3 separate regions of the Gossypium hirsutum genome follow, and regions 2 and 3 are each linked to region 1. Evidence: chromatin contacts called from public Hi-C data. All regions are on one chromosome and are shown on one strand. The core of a region is the stretch at or near the end of the contact, and the rest is flanking DNA. Distances in the headings are between cores, read along the strand shown. Region 1 holds the start of LOC107916524 (squamosa promoter-binding-like protein 2). Region 2 holds the start of LOC107916542 (F-box only protein 6). Region 3 holds the start of LOC107916890.

Evidence for each region. Hi-C and Micro-C count contacts between places; a contact is called where the count stands out from the background.
Region 2: a Hi-C map of hypocotyl shows a contact between it and region 1, with 6 times the contacts expected there. The contact joins the promoter of LOC107916542 here to the promoter of LOC107916524 in region 1. A contact is called at or near these places in 17 of 34 Hi-C or Micro-C datasets (callus, cotyledon, fibers and 4 more).
Region 3: a contact with region 1 is called in a Hi-C map of leaf, with 4 times the contacts expected there. The contact joins the promoter of LOC107916890 here to the promoter of LOC107916524 in region 1. A contact is called at or near these places in 7 of 34 Hi-C or Micro-C datasets (callus, hypocotyl, leaf and 1 more).

Annotation. Positions count from the first base shown.
Region 1 is chrA01:94,783,413-94,786,254 of Gossypium_hirsutum_v2.1, reverse strand. It overlaps LOC107916524 (squamosa promoter-binding-like protein 2), which reads right to left and starts at 1,486. Exons shown (of 6, transcript XM_016845790.2): 1 at 1,345-1,486; 2 at 1-17.
Region 2 is chrA01:94,346,827-94,349,668 of Gossypium_hirsutum_v2.1, reverse strand. It overlaps LOC107916542 (F-box only protein 6), which reads left to right and starts at 1,365. Exons shown (of 2, transcript XM_016845812.2): 1 at 1,365-1,790. The coding sequence starts at 1,636.
Region 3 is chrA01:95,133,541-95,136,382 of Gossypium_hirsutum_v2.1, reverse strand. LOC107916890 reads right to left here and starts at 1,446. Exons shown (of 3, transcript XM_016846260.2): 1 at 955-1,446; 2 at 67-144. The coding sequence starts at 1,129.

The DNA of each region.
Region 1 (2,842 bases), core at 237-2,736:
ACTTCAAATATGCTTCACTGAAAAATGCAACAAATATCAGAGAGGTTGAACTAAACTAGCAACCAATTTTCAAGCCAAGCAAGTTTTTACGCAGATATCAATTTCCATCTTTCTAAAACAGATAACTTAACCAAGGATGCAAAAAAATCATGGATTAGGTCTAAAAATTCGGAGCAAGAAAAGTAGTACAGCTTTTCTCCTTTCATTCTGCAGACAATGACATGTTAATAGCATAATTCCAAAGGATCTCACTATTCACTCTTGTAATAAGTAAGCCTACACCATCCGGATAAAAAGTTTCACTTCAGTCCCAAATAAATAAGTGTGTGCATCAAAGCGCTCCCTAAACTTGCAACACTTGGACCAAAATCCTAGAGGAGTTTACCCTTATCTATCAACCCATCGGAAACTAACTACCAGGTTTTTGCACCATTAACAATAGGCTCTCTCTCACCAATTATTATAGGAAGCAGTAACAGTTTTCAAGGGGTAAAAGAAAAAAAAATCTGACGATTAAACTTCGCTGATGTTACCGTACTCTAAAAAATTTCACATCTTCAATAATTCACTTCAATAATTCAATTATCCGGGCAATCCCACAAAGTAGGTCCCTGACTGAGACCCACAAGAGACCGATGAATACTTGAAAAAAAATTTTGAATTAAACCCTAATCTACCATAAATCAAAAGTTATAGCCTTAAGAAGGGAAAAAGAAAGGTACCCAGCAACCTCTTCGTAGTTCTTACTCCTACGGAAAATATAAGAAGCAATCAACAAAAAAGTCAAATACAAGAAATGCATCAAAAGAGAATCATTTCAAGAAATGAAATTATACTCATAAGTCGTAAATTTATTTTGCATACAGAAGTTAGTAGTTCCGCACTGAAACAGAAACAGAAATAAGAAAACTAATTTCTTTTATAGAAATCATGACAGAAAATAAATTTTAGAAACTATCTGCTCCCTTACCAGCTATCAGCCATCACATCTTTATTCATTTTATAGTAAATAAATTTCAGCCAGAAATATAAAGTGAAAAACAAAAAGAAAAACTGTATATATAAAGAAAACGTAGTCGTTTTCCTTCACTTTCCCCAGAAAACTAGATACCAAAAGGAAAGTAACAATAACGAATTTATTGTTTTTTGAAAATGCATACATAATTTTCTTTTCATATTACCTTTTCTAAAGTTCAAATAATTGATATAATAATAGAAGGTATGAAGAAACTAATGTATCAATCTGAGGTGCAAAAACAAGATGTTTCTCCATTTTTAGAAATTCTAGTTCCTCATTATCACTCTCTTTATTAATCTTTTAAAAAAGAAAGAGAAGAAACTTACTGGTGAGTTACTTACGATCGCCCTCAGCTGAGTCTGACTCGGAGACTGAAAATAGAGGAAAATACAATGGCAGAAACAACTAAAGCGGAAAACAATACCTTCGCTTTTTGGGACGGAAGCATTTTCTTTCCTTACCGTTTTATTTTCTAATTTTATACATTTGAAAATCTGTAGTAATTAAAAATAAGGACACGTGGCGGTAAGAAGTACTTAATAGTGTTCGTAGCGAGCCAGAAAGGAATTTTCAACCGATTCACTTGACTCGGCTATGACGAGTCAACTCGACGATGACAGCTTTAATTCACTTCTTATCCACTTGGATCGACAGCGTGATTGGAAACTACGGCAAGATAAAGATTGATTGTGAAATTAATTAATTAAGTATTAAAATGTGTATTAAATTAAAGATGACGCTGCAATCAATTTTTTTTAACTCAATTTAAATTATTTAAAAAATAATTCCCTTCTGCAATCACTATCACCAGCTTAATTCTCATACTTAGAAGGCTTTCAAAGCTTGGTTAACTTCTCATAGGATTAAAATGACTATTTTAGTTCATTAATCTCATGACATATTGATTTTCCGTCTCCTCCTTAATCATTTCAACTCAGCAGCATGAAAACTTTTCCGAATTCTACGAATCAGCACAGGCAGGGCGATAGGTTCTCCTTGTTGGAAGGAAAATGTTAGCGGAGAGGTTAAAAACAATAGGGACGATGTTCTACAATGTAGTCACTACATAACCCTGGTTAGTCTTGAAGGAAAACCTCTACCCTGTGTGATATACTGCCATGGGAACAGCGGCCGCAGGGCTGATGCTATAATCTTTGCAGCCTTCAAATATTAGCAGTTTTCACTCTTGATCTCGGTTATCCATAAGAGAACATGTCACCCTCACCTTGGCTTGGAACGAAGTAAGCCGTTACTTATGCATTAACATTTTTGTTGATATTGATGGTGGTTTAACATCGTACTACACACAATCAATCTGTCATATAAATTGTTCTTCCAAGTGTTGAATTGTCAAACAAAGAAAATATTTAACATCTTTGTGTGTCAAGCTTGTGGATGATTCCATGTTCCGGCCTTACCTCATAAATAGTAGAAGAGTTGGGTTTAGTATTATCTGATTGTGATTCACAATGGTTAGCGAGAAGAAAACCAAAAAGCGGCGGATTAGAAGATCCATTGGTGACTTTAAAGTTCATATGCATTTGGAAGTGTACTTTCATTTTGCATGGTTGTGGCTTCTGTTACATATGACTTGCTTCTACCAGTTATGGCTATTTACTTGCTTTGTGCTTTTGCTTCTGATTTAGATGGGTTATGAGGCCACCACAAAACCAAGTGATGAGAAATTTAGCATAACTAATTGCATTAAAGCATTGTATAAGATACAAGACATTGAAGAGTGGCTCTATTTTGAATCTCTTCGAAGACCCCACCCTAAGGAAAACCTTTATCTCTTTAGAAGGTGGGCAAGATAAGGCTGACATG
Region 2 (2,842 bases), core at 116-2,615, 440 kb after region 1:
GGAGCAGACAACCACCGACACATGAAAAATAGAAAGTGTGATTGTACACTTGACGCATGAAAAATGGAAAGAGTGTGTCTTGGGCCTCTATCTTTCCACTAATGTGCTAATGAGTGTAGGATCGAGTTTGTAGCCCCTAAGTATACGAGACGCATGCAAGAATCATATGTCTTACAAGTAACTACAAATTTCGATGTTAGAGCTTTTTGACAAGGTATGTATGAACCCCTCCAAAACACAATCATTCGCCTATTTATATTGAAAAATAAATTAATTTAAAATATTTTAAAAAATAAAAAACTTTAAATTTAACTTCATTGAAAAAATGAAATTTAAAATTTTGTCTTACCAGTATCGCTTGAGCAGCTAAAATGTGCCTGTCGTCGAAACGAATCAGAGGGCTTGCCATTCGTGAAAAATTAATCGAAACGAATAATATATGAAAAAATTAAATAAAAATATAATATTTTTAAACAAGCGCATTGAAAATTTTAGAACAAAACTTGAGAAAATTGAGAGAATTGAGAGAGTTGAGAGTTGAGAGAGAATACAGAGAGTTGAATTTTAGTGAAAAAATAAAAAATGGCTTTGTATTTAAAGGAAAAAAATTACCGGTAGCCCTTAAAATTTTTACTGTTGCCAATATTTAAAAAGTTGTTGGGAAAATGATCGTTGAAGGAAAACACGTCCTCTAAAAAAGACCTATTTCCCTAATTTAAAAAAAGGTCTAAAAGGCTAATTAAAAAAAACATATCTTTCTAATTTAGTTGAAAATTTCTATTATTTGATTATTATTATTATTGATTCTGAAAAGTACTTAAAAAGCTAAATCACTAAAAATATTTATTTTAATTGATTTAATATTTTCAATTGATTATCAAAATAAGGCCTAGGTTTCAAATTTTAATTAAATGATTATATTATTTTTTAAATGTAATTATATTAAGGTGAAAAGATTAAAAATTGTATCAACTAGTATAAATTTGTACGCATCAATACAAATCGATATTTGATTAAATAAATTTAAATGTACCGAAACAATTAAATTATACCTAAAATATAATCAAAATGAAACATAAATTACTTGATATTAATTTAAGATCGAAAAAATAAGTATTCGATAAATCTAAATGCACTGAAATAATCAAATCATACTTAAAATATAATCAAAATAAAACTTAAATTGGAAAAAAATAAGTATGGATGGGTATGGTGGATACTAAAATGATTATAGGCCCAAATCTAAAATCTTTTGGCCTTTTCTTTTCACTTCAATGCTAGTAAATTCTTATGAATATACCTTTATTATTCAAAAAGTTAAAATAAATTTATATTATTTAATTCAAATAAAAAATATTTTATATACAAGAGAAGAGGAAAGGGCAAAAATGAAAAGAAAGGAGAAAAGTGGAAAAGAAGGTAGATGCATGCATACATACATACATATTGGAGTGAAAATCAAGTGGGATCATTCATTACAATGACAAAGTTGCGTGCGGGTCAGAATTATTACAAGAAATTATCGTAATAATGCCACTGACGTGTAAACAGATGACTGGCTAACTCTCAACAAAGGGAGAAAGGGAGCAGCATTTTTTGTTGGTGGTGTTGGAGTAGGGGAGGGGTTATTGGGGCATGGAAGGGCTGGCCATGCTTAGGCAGCTCATCGGTCAGCTTCAAGACCTCTTGCATCTCTACGGCTCTCCTCCTCCGCCGCTTCCTCCGTCCTCTCCTTTTCACCTTCTTCACCTCCACCAACTGCCTCATCCTTTCCACGACCACCACCGCAGGTTCGTTTCCTTTCCTTCTCTCTTTACATAGATCTCTTCAATTTTCTGTTTTTCTTCTCTCGCCTCACATTTTTTTTATGTGCTAATTTTGAATTCTTGTCAGATTTATTCATCTAGGATTCTGTATTTTTTTTTGGGGGGGGGGAGTGTAATGAGGTGGATTAATGGTAGATTACCTTTGTTATCCGATAATGTTAATTTCTCTTCCTTGCATTTCTCGTTGTTTAGATTTTTGTTTATTTTCTGTTATGCCACTGCCGTTTTGTTAATTTTTATTTTCAGGGGATTTCGCATGTTTACTGCATTTGAATTTTTGGCCATTTTTTACATTACTAAACTATTTTATACCTCTTTTTGACGAAAATAGTAAGTTCATTCAAAATTTTAGTTTTCAGCATGTATCTTTCATCGTATTCCAATCATGTAGTTTCTTTTTTTTTTTACCCCTTTTTGCCTTTGTTTTCCTTTCCCTTTTTTTCAATTTTCAGTTTGCTTTGTCCCCTCCCCCAAAACCCTCCTCTCATCTTTATTAAGTGTTCATGCTGCTGTGTTTTTTTTTTTTAAGTTTTACATATTGTGATGGTCAATTTTGAACTTGTTGGCGATTGCCTTTTGATAATTGATGCTTGAATATCTTTCTTCTTAGTTGATTAGCATGATTATGATTGACTATGAAGATGGAATCTCATTTGTATCTGTTTACTATATGATTTCCTTAGAACATGAACTTAAACTTATAATTCTTGATTAATTTTTAGTCCACTGACTAATCAGCTCCTTTCAATTTTCCTTCACGTTCCTACACGCAAAGGAAAATAGAAAGTTAATTTACTAGTTAATTCAACAACGTCCTGGGTGTTTCGAGTAACAAAGAGTTGTTGTACTACTCTTGGAAGTTCTCCTTAAAGATTGTATGAATGAATGTTGAGTGGCCTAGCTCTCTGGTTAATTTATAATGCTCTGCTTGCCTTTGCTCATTTGTCAATTCCCTTGTTGATAATTCATCATAGGTCTCTCTCTCTCTGTCAGTCTTCTTTTACAGGGTATTCTTT
Region 3 (2,842 bases), core at 197-2,696, 350 kb before region 1:
CTTCATATCCATATGCAATGTTTGATTCAACTATAGAGGGGAAACATAGTTAGGGGAGACTCTCACCACCATTGGCACTGAAGAAATCTTCAAAGTCAGATTCTAACGAAGGTTGTGAATCAAAAAAGCTCTCCTCTGTGTTACCTGGAGAGAAATTATAGGCACACTTAATTACACATGCTAAACATGACCCAATTTTACATAATGCATTTATGGAGCAAAATATCCACACCATCTTGAATCCTGCAAAGAAATTGCCATTGCATGCATGATTAATCATGCAGCACTGAATTAGTTTTTTGATTAATCATGCCATTACACTTTGCTTCATACATCAGCATATCTTGTAAAATGAGTAAACCTCAAATAGTTCATTATTCTAGGAACATGTGCCTGCAGGAGAATATTTGATATTCCAGTGATAACATATACAATAAGAAATAAAAGGGCCATTTGACTGAAAGATCACAGAACATACTATAGTTGCTGACAAAATTAGAGATGATTTACATAAGATAATCTTGTTTGAGTATTTACTTAAGAGCAATGGGACAAGTAGGTGAGGACTTGGGATTCTCAACTTCATATCACTCCTCTATTTCTTGGTTAGCTGTTAGGACAGTAACTTTCAACTCTGAAAAAAGACACAAAAATAGGAAGATGCCATGAATAAACACTGTTTCCCTTGTTTGTAATGAGAAAAAACAGCAAAATATCTAATTTGGCTAATGTGAGTGGTCCAAAGCCAAAGGGTTCTGAGCGAAATAGCAAAGGACTGTCCCGATCAATCAAGCAGATTGCAGTCAGTCCAATGACCAAAGAACAAATAGAGTTTCCAACTTTTATTTTATATATATCTGATAAATGAGATCAAACAAATGCAGTAATTTAAAACCTGAAGTGAGGGTAACCCATGATGATAAAGGAATGAAGAAAGGCAAGTTAGAAACATACCCATCTCTTGTAAACTAGTTTCTTGTTCCATAGATGAAGGCTGAAGCCTGGAATCGTATCCAACAATTGAGGGCTCCCTTCTAACATTGTTCTCCTTAATGGGTGATTGAATTCGGGCACTAAGATCAATGTCTGCAGGATCTTTATTCTTGTAAACTGTAACACAATTCCCCATGTCTTTTTTTTTTCTCTTCCTCTACTCAATCATGAGACAAAAGAGAGCACTTTAACTAAGCTGTTTCCTTCGATGCAAGGAAACAAGGAAATGGGTTTTAATATTAAGCTTTAAGCTTGAATTCATTCACTCAACCAAATTGTAAGGGGGGGGGGACTTGGGAGTTGATTGGTCTTGAGAGCAAAGTAATGGCACTTGCAGGCATGGGTCCATATTCAATGACCCCTTTATTTACTACTTTGCATACTGTTTATCTTTGTTTGATTGGTATCTTCTCTTTCTTGCTATACTTCTGGAAAAGCATTAAAAGTCTGCTCGGCTCCATTATATTCCTCTTTTCCATTTATTAAAATTTTCCTTTTCCCCATTCAAAATTTTCTCACCGTTCTCTTATTATTATTATTATTATTTTATTTTAACTTTGTATTCAACATTCAGTATATATACTGTATGTCAAAATAGAAGCGTATAACACAAAAGCTAAAAAATTCGACACTTAATTGCTTCATTTAAGTTTTAAACTCCACACTCGAAAGTTTTAGTGTTTTGAATTATTTAACATTGTTCTTTTTCTCTATCAAAGAAAAAAAAATTTCAAACCTAGTAGACTGGTTACAATTAATAATACAAATTCTAATACTATACAAACTTAGTGGTTTGTGGCATTAACAAAAAGAAAAGAGAAGAGAAGAGAAAAGCAAAAGCAAGTGTTAGCGTAATTAACTATTTGTGAGCTGACCTAATATTGGGCTACAATGATGAAGGCTGAGGTCCACCAGAAATTAATTGTTTGCGACTTTAGTTATGATGAAGAATCCGATAGTTTTCTTGCATGTCTTGTCTCTTTCGGGCGGTTGCATTTGTCCGTGCAAACATTAAATCCTTTCGTTTGACAAAATTCAACTGAAATGAAACATGCAACAAACTGCCAAATTCACAGACTAAGTATCCTACATGATATTCTTCACCATATTTTGTTTTTTTTCATGAGTTCCATTGGATAAAGATGTACTTATGGAACAGTTGTATTCATCCCGTTTATATTTCAGTTTATAAAAGAAATAATGGTAAATGAATTTCGATGATACAATAAAATCTAATGATTGTTAATATTTTGTATTGATGAAAATAATTCATCGAACATTGAGTGGGGGAATAACAAAAGTATCAAGTTCTATAAGGAATTTTTGCAGTAATTCTTTATAGAATAAACTTTGAAAATTAAAAGATGGAAGGGAATAAAAACTTTTTGTTTATGAGTTTGTGTTGTGTCTTGATTAGGGGCAAATTCAGGGGGTTGGTAGGGGCCCCGATCCCCCCTAAAATAGAAAATTTCTATTTAGGGCCTTTAAAATTTTTAAAATTTTAAATTAGTAAAGGTAAAATTACACTTTGCCCCCTAAAAATGATAAAATTTTAATTTAATCATTTAAAAATTATAAAAATATAAATTATTCAAATGGTGAAATTGTATTTTTACTATCATAAAAATTACAATTTAATTTCGCCCCCTAAAAAAATTTTCTAGCTTCGCCCCTGTTCTTAATGTATCTTTGCATTTTTAGTATGTAATGTAAATGAAATTCCTTTCATTTAGAAGTTGAAACAAAATAACCAATGAGTATGGAAGTCCCATCGATTGTTTCGATATATGTATTTCTTGCGGGAAATGAATGAAGAGAGGCTTCTTGGGTTGTTTGATTGCCTCTCGAA